Regions from separate parts of the Mus musculus genome. Here all the other regions are linked to region 1. A link is a contact called in public HiChIP or PLAC-seq and promoter capture Hi-C data. All regions are on one chromosome and are shown on one strand. The core of a region is the stretch at or near the end of the contact, and the rest is flanking DNA. Distances in the headings are between cores, read along the strand shown.

Region 1 (2,733 bases), core at 88-2,587:
CCTTTTCTGTCTCTAAAACTTGTGCTCAGATCCTCAGAATATGTGTTCTATGTCATGGAATGAAGTGTCCAGACTCTTAACTGTGACTGTGCTTTGTCAGGCATGACATCGCACTAACTGCTGGCTGTCTTGACGACCAGCTGTCTTTCTTGCTCAGGTTCTCAGTGGTCCTACTGCCTCCAGTTTACTGACGAACAATGGATGGGGTACTAACTCCACAAGCACAGGCAACTCTGATCTTTCAAATAAAGGTAAGATTAACAAAGGAATAATTGGGACAGAGAAGAAAAAAAATAGGTAATCAAATCATCTTCTCTCCAAGGTTTTTTATCTCTATGTCTACTCACCTATTCTCAGCTTCTTGGTTAAAAATAAAATAAAATTTGAAATTCAAAATGTGTAATTGTTTCCTAAAATCCTTGCAGTCTTCAGCGGTAGACATATTTTATGTCAGTGAGCTGGCCAATGGCTGGTAACCTTAGGAAACCCAATGGGAGCCCAGCACCACCAAGACTGAGGGGCAGCATCAGATGCTGGGTGGACACGGGGACCTAAGAGTTAAATAAAGCAACATGGCAGTTAATCAGCTGGGTAATGAAGCGCTCACAAAAGCCCAAAGGAGCATCTGGCAGCTCAGCCACGGCCATTCCTGGAGAGCAGAGCCCTCACCCATCTCACGTGCCCTGCTCTGTCCCTCTCCATCGTTTCCTGCTAATTCCCTTTACGGTCAGCCATCCATAGGTAAGTTCCTGGTTCTGTGTGAACCCTAGCAAACCTAATGGATCCGAGGAGGGATCTGTGGCAATGACAAGCTGCAGCTGCTCGGCTGAGCAATCTGGAGCTGGCAGCTGTATCTGAAATATATGATGCTGGTCTCTATGAGCTGAGACCGCAGACACTTTCACACGGATGTAAAAAGCATTTTATTTCCCCTGATACGTGTCCTTTTCCAGGGCCAGCCCAGCTATGCTCACCTGAGTCATACCCAATTTATAGTGTAACACACATCTGAAGGGCTCACTTTCTTGTAGGACTGCATATTTGGATGCCATAGAGCTCCACAGGCAGCCAGGCACCTGACATGTAGCTGAGTGTACACTTCCCAGCACGGCTGGAAATGTAAAATACATAGTTTCTTCCTTGTGGGGAGAAGGGAAAAGAAGAAAGTATGTCTAACTTCCCGTCTTTTCAGAAGCTTTAAGTGACTGTTTCTATCAAGCCTGACTTGGAAGTGCTGAGATAATGTGGGATTTTTGGATGCCTGGATAGTGCTGAGTATGCAGTACCAAGAATAGACACCAGAGGGAGGAAGAAGCCCTTACAAGTTCCTGGAAAAGTGTTCCAATTATGGAATTACATAAACCCACAGTCCAGAGACCACGCACCCATAAAAGACTTGAGAGGTTCAACTATCTCGGCTGATGGGTGAATATCCACTCTGTATGAATCTAGTCCGTAAATGACTGGGAGAAGAGGCTGCAGGTCTATTCTCTTGGTACGTCTAACAGGAAACAAATACGAGGAACTGTCACAGGAAGCACAGAAATGAAACCTACCCAGACATGGCAGCTCCCTTGTGTAAACTCAACAAGTGGGCAAGCTCAGGCAGGACTGCCATAAGCACGAAGCCAGCCTGGTCTACAGAGTAAGACTTTGTGCAAACCAAAACTAACAACGAAACAAACAATCCGGGTATACACCAAAGCTGAAGAATTCAGAGAAAGAACAGAAAGAAATTGTATTAAAGAAACTGAAGGCACTGTAAGACACAACACAAATAGCCAGTGAAATCACAGAAGTAATACAGGAACAAGAGAATACCAACAGGGTGTCAGAAATCACATAAAAGAACCAAAGGAAAAAAATACACAACTGGAGAACTCAGTAACTGAGCTGAAAAACTCAATGGGTTTTCAACATTACATTTGATCAAATAACTCAGTAAACTCGAAGACAGACGATTTAAGATCATGAAGTAGAAGGGACAGAAGGAAACGTGACAGTCGAGGGCCTGAGACACTGTTAAGATGGCCAACACACACAGAGTTACAGTGTAAGAGAGGGACAGTGTAAGGTGGCAGACATCGCTCACGTCCCCAGTCCTGCTGACTGAGTGAAGGGAAGCAGGCCTCTACATCCTCATTACCTCTCTATTTACCGCGTATGAAGAGGTATGTATGTGCTATGATACACATGTGACAATATTACAGAACAACTCTCCTCCACCTAGGTTCTGGGGACTGATTGCGTTATAAGGCTTTGCAGCCAGAACCTTTACCCACTGAGCTATCTCGCCGCCCCTGCATATCTAAATTTAATGAGGTCAAAGTGTTCTGACTAATGAGCCCAAAGAAGTCCACAGAAAGAAATATAACTGAACTGTCAAAAGTCAAAGAAAAACTTGTGTCAAGAGAAAATCAATCTGTCACATACACAAGAGCTCCTAAACATGGTCAGTGGATTTCCCTGCAGAAGCTTTATAGACCAGAGGCACCGGAAAGATGAACCCAAAAGCGCTATAGCAAGCAGAACCTTCCTAGATAAAGCCTACACACGGTGGGGGAAGGGAGGCTAAGGGGTTATACAGTAGGCTAACCTAGACTTCACTAAGAAAGTGACTTGAGTCAAGGCCTGAAAGAGTAAAGGAAGTGGCATGTGGAATGAGGGAGGGACATCCCAAGAACAGGAAACAACACCAAAGGGGTCTCTCCAAACACAAAGCAGGGACAGCAG
Region 2 (2,733 bases), core at 168-2,667, 390 kb after region 1:
GGGAGAGATGGAGACATGGCCCCGAAGGCTTATTAGCTCATCTAGCTGAATCAGCAGGCTGTGCCTTGAGCAATAGGTCCTGTCTCAAAATAGAGGGGTGGGAGAGATGGCTCAGCGATTAAAAAGGTATACTGCTCTTATATAGGGCCAGAGTTTGGTTCCCAGCACCAACACGGGGTAGCTCACAACAGCTCGTAACTCCAGCTCTAGGGCCTTACTTCTCCTATCCCAATGGCTAAAATGTTTATGGACTAGTGGGGATAACACTAAGAGTCACTAAGAAACCCCCAAATTCTGGAAGACAGAATGCACTCAACGACTGCCAACAGTCCAATTACAAAAGAAACATATAAAGAAAAAAAAATCAGCACCTTATTCTGTTAGAGGTCTGTAAAGAATTTTCTCACATAACTCAGTCACTTCCCGCATACAAGGCTCAACAGTTCAAACAAAACTGCTCCATTTATCTTTATTGTGTATTCTACAGACCAGGTCAGCTAGTGCTAGAGGAGTCAATACTTTTCTGCTTAGATGTCAACGTGAGCAAACCCATGACTTAAACACATGTGGGTTCCCCCATCCTCAATCTATATTGGAAGCACTTCAAACACAGAAGTGTAACATAAACCCACACACAACGATGTGCAATTTTCTCCCAAACAGAGACACCTGGAACAGAGTTAGCGGCACTAGCCAACATCTGTGCTTACGTTACTTGGGCTTTTTGGGGGGGGTTAGGGGGTGGGGTGTCCAGTAGAGTGGGCAGTACAGTAACAAGCATTCTGGCAAATAGAGCCCCGCCTACTTATGAGAAGGCTCCAGCAGCTACTCCGGATAAGCCAGTACAATCCTTCCATTGAAACATGTCCACTTAGTACACCCAAACTCTGGATTGCCGCGTGCCTCTGTCCCCCGAGTGCCACACCTAGACAACAAGCCAAGGCACAGGGGTGCCCCCCACCTTGCGGCCCTCGGATTGGGGCACACCTGGCAGGAGGCGAGGAGGAAGCGGCAGCACGGGCTGCACGTCAGTCGGACCGGGTGAGAACCTCCACGCCGTGCGGCGGGCGTGGGAGGGACAGCACCCACCTCCCGGCCGCAGTCCGGGCGTGAGCGCGCCAGTCCGGTATCCCCGCAGGCGGCCGGACCCGGGTGGAAACTGCTAACCTAGTGCGAAGTCAGACTCCTGAGCCAGCCCGCGGTGGCCACAGGGTCTGCGGGAGCCACTGGGGCGCAGCTCCGTCTGCGCACCCCTGCCGCGCCGGCCCGCACCCGCCGCCCCGCCCCACCCGTTCGGAATACGTGTTACCTGAGCCGGCGTCTGCCTTGACGGGACCCCAGCACACGTGACCCCGCGGAGGCCAGCCCACGCACGCGCAGTCTCGGCAGCTGGCGGGCGCGCTTCCGCTCTCTTCCCCAGAGACGCCCTGCACTGGGCGGTGCGAGCCTCTGCGTCACGCCCTCCTTAAAGGGAGACTCTGTCCGGCCTCCAGGGACGCTCAAGGAGCCCTGGCATCTGAGCCGGAGGAGTCTAGCAAATAGAGGTCCTCAGATTAAAAGGAACGTCCCTTTCAATCAGCTCACCTGAACTTCCATAAACTCACCCCAAAACGAGGTGTCAAGGATCGTCCAGCCATCAGGCGCGCAGGAGCCTGAGGCAGAAGGAGCATATTGAGTTCAAACTAGTCTGGGATACCGACACAGACCTGTCTCAGATTCGACAAATAGATAAATGGATGGATGGATACACAGTGCAGGGTTAGGAGTGGATATGGAATTCGTTTCGTTGGATTTGGTAGTGTCCACTAATTCGTTTTCTTTTGAAAGGTGAACACAGAATTGCTGGGTTTTGGTGGGTAATTTTGGGGGGAAGGGGAAACATTGTTTTTGCAAATAAGGATGGATACTGAAAACTTCTTTTCCAAATTATCATTTTTAGTTGTCATTGTTCCATCAAAAAATAATAGAGTGGGTCACATTATTAAATAGAGAAGGCATCTTTTTTTTCCCTAATATGCTACTGGAAAAAGCTATTTCAGGATAGTTTGGCGTTTACAATTGCCACTATATGGTATCATTAACCCAAGGAGGCAGATAACATAGTTGTTGGACTTGTCTGTGAGGGAGAAATGAGGAGGGAGAGTGTGGGAAGATACCTCAGGAGGAGTTACATTGAGTATCAACCAGGCTCACTGTAGGTCTGTCCTGTAAGTACATTAGGACTGTCAGTAAAGGCCAGCTGATCACAGTGACATAAAGAAACTATAGGGCTGTCATTTTTAGGGTCACGGATGAAGGAAAATAATCAACACCTTAGCTAAAAAAAAGGGGGGGGAGCAGGGAGTGAGGAGACTTCTGTAGGCAGGAGCCAGAGAGACTGCCTAACTGAGGGAACAGTGGGATTAGTTACAAGCCAAGGTGAGTTTAGGGACAAGTTGCTAGCCTGATGTGGCTAGGGTACAGGCAGTGGCTTCCAAACATCTTTAATAATCACTCACAGAAACACATTTCAGCCATGACTCTGTGTGTGTGAGTGTGTGTGTATGAGACACACACACACAGAGAAAGAGAGAGAGAGAGAGAGAGAGAGAGAGAGAGAGAGAGAGAGAGAGAGAGAGACCCGTCTAAAGTAGGTTAGACAGAATGGTGACACCAGAACCCTGAGCCCTGAGTGACAGAGAATTGTTAAAGTTCTGGGAAGAACGGAATTCAGCTGACACATTGGGGAATGGG
Region 3 (2,733 bases), core at 163-2,662, 280 kb before region 1:
CAGTTTGAGAGTCAACAGAGTGGCTTTCTGGGGTTGGGGGTGTGTGTGGGGGGGGAGGTGTGTGTGGGGAGGTTGGGAGCTCTCTGTCTGTTAGGTTGGGTTGTCACCTGTATGTTAGGTGCTCTTTTTTTTTTTTTTTGGTTTTTTGTGACAGGATTTCTCTGTGTAGCCCTGGCTGTCCTGGAACTCGCTCTGTAGACCAGGCTGGCCTCGAACTCAGAAATCCTCCTGCCTCTACCTCCCAAGTGCTGGGATTAAAGGTGTGTGCCACCATGCCCGGCCCTAGGTGTCCATTTTATGGGAGCCTTGTGAGGGTGCTGCCCCCTTGCCCCAGCTTCATGTCTCTTCAGGCCTGGTTTTCTGATTTAACTTTAACACACCATGTGCTCATACACTTTAGTAACTCTGTAGAGGTGTGCCCTTCTATAAGGGGCAGCCATTGTCAGTGTACTGTGTGGCTGTGCTAGGCAGGTGAGGCCCTTCACATGTCTGAGAAAATGTTCTTGACAAAATCCTCCGAATTGGTTATAAATCACATTTTTATCTAGGAAGTTACCCCTAATTAATGTTCCTCAGTTTAAAGGCAGTAGATATATTTGAAATTTGGAGAAAACAAATTCAGTTGTTGTTGTTTTTAAAGCAATTTTTATTCTGTCTTACCATAGTCTGCTCATCTATTTTTCAAAAAGATTCTCTGGGATTTTTTTTTAATTAGGTATTTTCTTCATTTACATTTCAAATGCTATCTCAAAAGCCCCCCATCCCCTGATTTTTTTTGTTTTTTAAAGGTGAATTTAAATCCCTATATTTGTCTTGGTGCTAGGAGACTGATCCCAAGGCCTTGATCATACCAGGCAGTCTGGAGCTGTTCAGTCTCAGGAGATTTTTATGCATTCAAATTGTGTAACTTGAGCTCTAGAAGCTAATTAAAAAAAAAAATCAAGCCGGGCAGTGGTGGCGCACGCCTATAATCCCAGCACTTGGGAGGCAGAGGCAGGCGGATTTCTGAGTTCGAGGCCAGCCTGGTCACAGAGTGAGTTCCAGGACAGCCAGGGCTACACAGAGAAAACCTGTCTCAAAAAACCTAAAATAAATAAATAAATAAATAAATAAATAAATAAATAAATAAATCAATCAATCAATCAATCAATCAATCAACATGCTCTTTTCATTGCTATAATAGATACCTGATGCAGCTAAGTTTATAAAGATTAAAGGTTACTTACCATACAGATTCAATTTGGGTCTGTAGCAGCTGGGTTCTAGTGAGAACTTCAGCACATGAGAATGGTATTGAAGGGAGTTGCACCACCAACCATGTGATTATGTTTTGGAAAAGGAGTGTATGAGCTGAGCTGCCAAAGTTGTCACAAGGAAATGCCTCACTTCCCCAGTTACCCAAGGACCTTCTACTGGGCCTCACTTCCAAAGGTTCCCTTGCCTCTGTGTAAGTGTGTGCTCTGCCTCCCACCCTGTTGGACCGACCAGTCTGTAATCATAAGAGATCCCTGGAGATTCCCAAGCCACAGCATCCTCTGAGATGTCAGAGATGGTCTTTGATGGGTATCTCCCCCTGGCCTTCCAGATGTGCTGCTTGTGTTGCCTTGATAACAGACTGCTCTTGCACTTTCTCTGTGGCCAAGGCTAGCCTCAGACGTGGGGTCTTTCTCCCTTGGGTTCCAGAGAACTGAGATTACAGGTGTTTGCCCCTCCTCACTCCCTCCATGAGAGATCCCTATGTGGCTCATTATAATAAAGAGCCTTTAAAGTGTTCTCCTCCCTGTTCTTCTGGAGCACATCTCCCATGCGTCCTGGGTTTTTGCTGGTCTTTCCCCAGATCTCTCCCTTGTGTGACAGGGGAAACTCAGAGAACTAAGCACAGGGACAGAGTGCTTCCTCCACGTGGCCGTGCCACAGAGAAGGTGGCCCACCAATGGTTAGCACAGGCCCACCCCAGCTTTCCCTGGCTGCCCTTTGCCTTTGCAAAGAGTCTGGTAGGTACCCAGTGGTATTTGTTACATGGATTGGCAACACTTTTAGTTAAAACTTGAAGGTCATCTGTTCTGCAAAATCATTCACAGTGCTGTTAGCCTCTGGTAGGAATATTGGATCGGATTGTTCAGGACACCAACCCACGGTGTGGTGAGATGGAACCTCTTCACTAGACACGATCTGATTGGCTGATGAGAGGAGCTCACAAGGCGGAGTAATGGTTTGCTTTGCATGGCCTTCCTACTGCCTTGGGGGTTAGGACTCCATCGAGAATTCATGTCATAGTCGCCGTCACGACTATAATGAAAACGACTGAGGGCATAGTTTCTTCTTTGGGGGTAAAATGGTATTGGCTCATTGTTTATAGTGTGGAGTTGGGAGAAAGAGGCTTGTTTAAAATAGCCACTGTCATCAACAAAGTGGAGTGTCACCTCTTGGCAGCAGGTACTCCCGTGGCTGCAGACAGCTGAACACGGCTATGGTCTTGCCTTCTGGGCTGAGGAAAGGTGAGAAGATAACAGAGTTGGTGCAGGGCAGATCCAGGGATGGCATAGAGAAATCCCTGGGTCTGATGCTGATGATGTGTGCTTCCTGTGACTGGTGAGCTCGTCCAGGTGCCACAGTAGGCCATCCTCATACATTCAGATTAGAACTTTGGTTCTTTATGGTTTTTATCTGAACTCACTGCCGCATGCAAATATTTGTTTGTATCCTGATTAGTCGTAATTGTAGATTTGAAGT

The links. Promoter capture Hi-C pulls out the DNA fragments that hold promoters and counts their contacts. HiChIP or PLAC-seq counts read pairs in DNA pulled down with a chosen protein or histone mark.
Region 2: a contact with region 1 is called in a promoter capture Hi-C map of pre-B cells, with 2.2 times the contacts expected there. The contact joins the promoter of Vps8 here to the enhancer-like site in region 1. A contact is called at or near these places in 4 of 39 promoter capture datasets (the C10 cell line, the SN4741 cell line, embryonic stem cells and 1 more).
Region 3: a contact with region 1 is called in an H3K4me3 HiChIP or PLAC-seq map of bone marrow-derived macrophages, with 5 times the contacts expected there. The contact joins two enhancer-like sites. A contact is called at or near these places in 1 of 484 Hi-C or Micro-C datasets (bone marrow-derived macrophages), 4 of 115 datasets of contacts at active chromatin or transcription factors (bone marrow-derived macrophages, cardiomyocytes, embryonic stem cells and 1 more) and 2 of 9 other capture datasets (adipose tissue and liver).

What each region holds. Positions count from the first base shown.
Region 1 is chr16:21,813,740-21,816,472 of GRCm38.p6, reverse strand. No RefSeq gene overlaps it. Among named protein-coding and RNA genes, the nearest start is that of 1300002E11Rik, 21 kb to the right of the region's middle. Within about 2 kb of position 1,337, at least 65 of the 459 cell types and tissues checked have an H3K27ac peak or open chromatin away from gene starts, as enhancers often do. A contact at or near this core is called in bone marrow-derived macrophages and pre-B cells, where this site is marked.
Region 2 is chr16:21,421,802-21,424,534 of GRCm38.p6, reverse strand. Vps8 (VPS8 CORVET complex subunit) reads right to left here and starts at 1,417. Exons shown (of 47, transcript NM_001285893.1): 1 at 1,310-1,417.
Region 3 is chr16:22,094,595-22,097,327 of GRCm38.p6, reverse strand. All of the region lies in intron 2 of Igf2bp2 (insulin-like growth factor 2 mRNA binding protein 2), which reads left to right. Among named protein-coding and RNA genes, the nearest start is that of Igf2bp2, 67 kb to the left of the region's middle. Within about 2 kb of position 1,412, at least 10 of the 459 cell types and tissues checked have an H3K27ac peak or open chromatin away from gene starts, as enhancers often do. A contact at or near this core is called in bone marrow-derived macrophages, where this site is marked.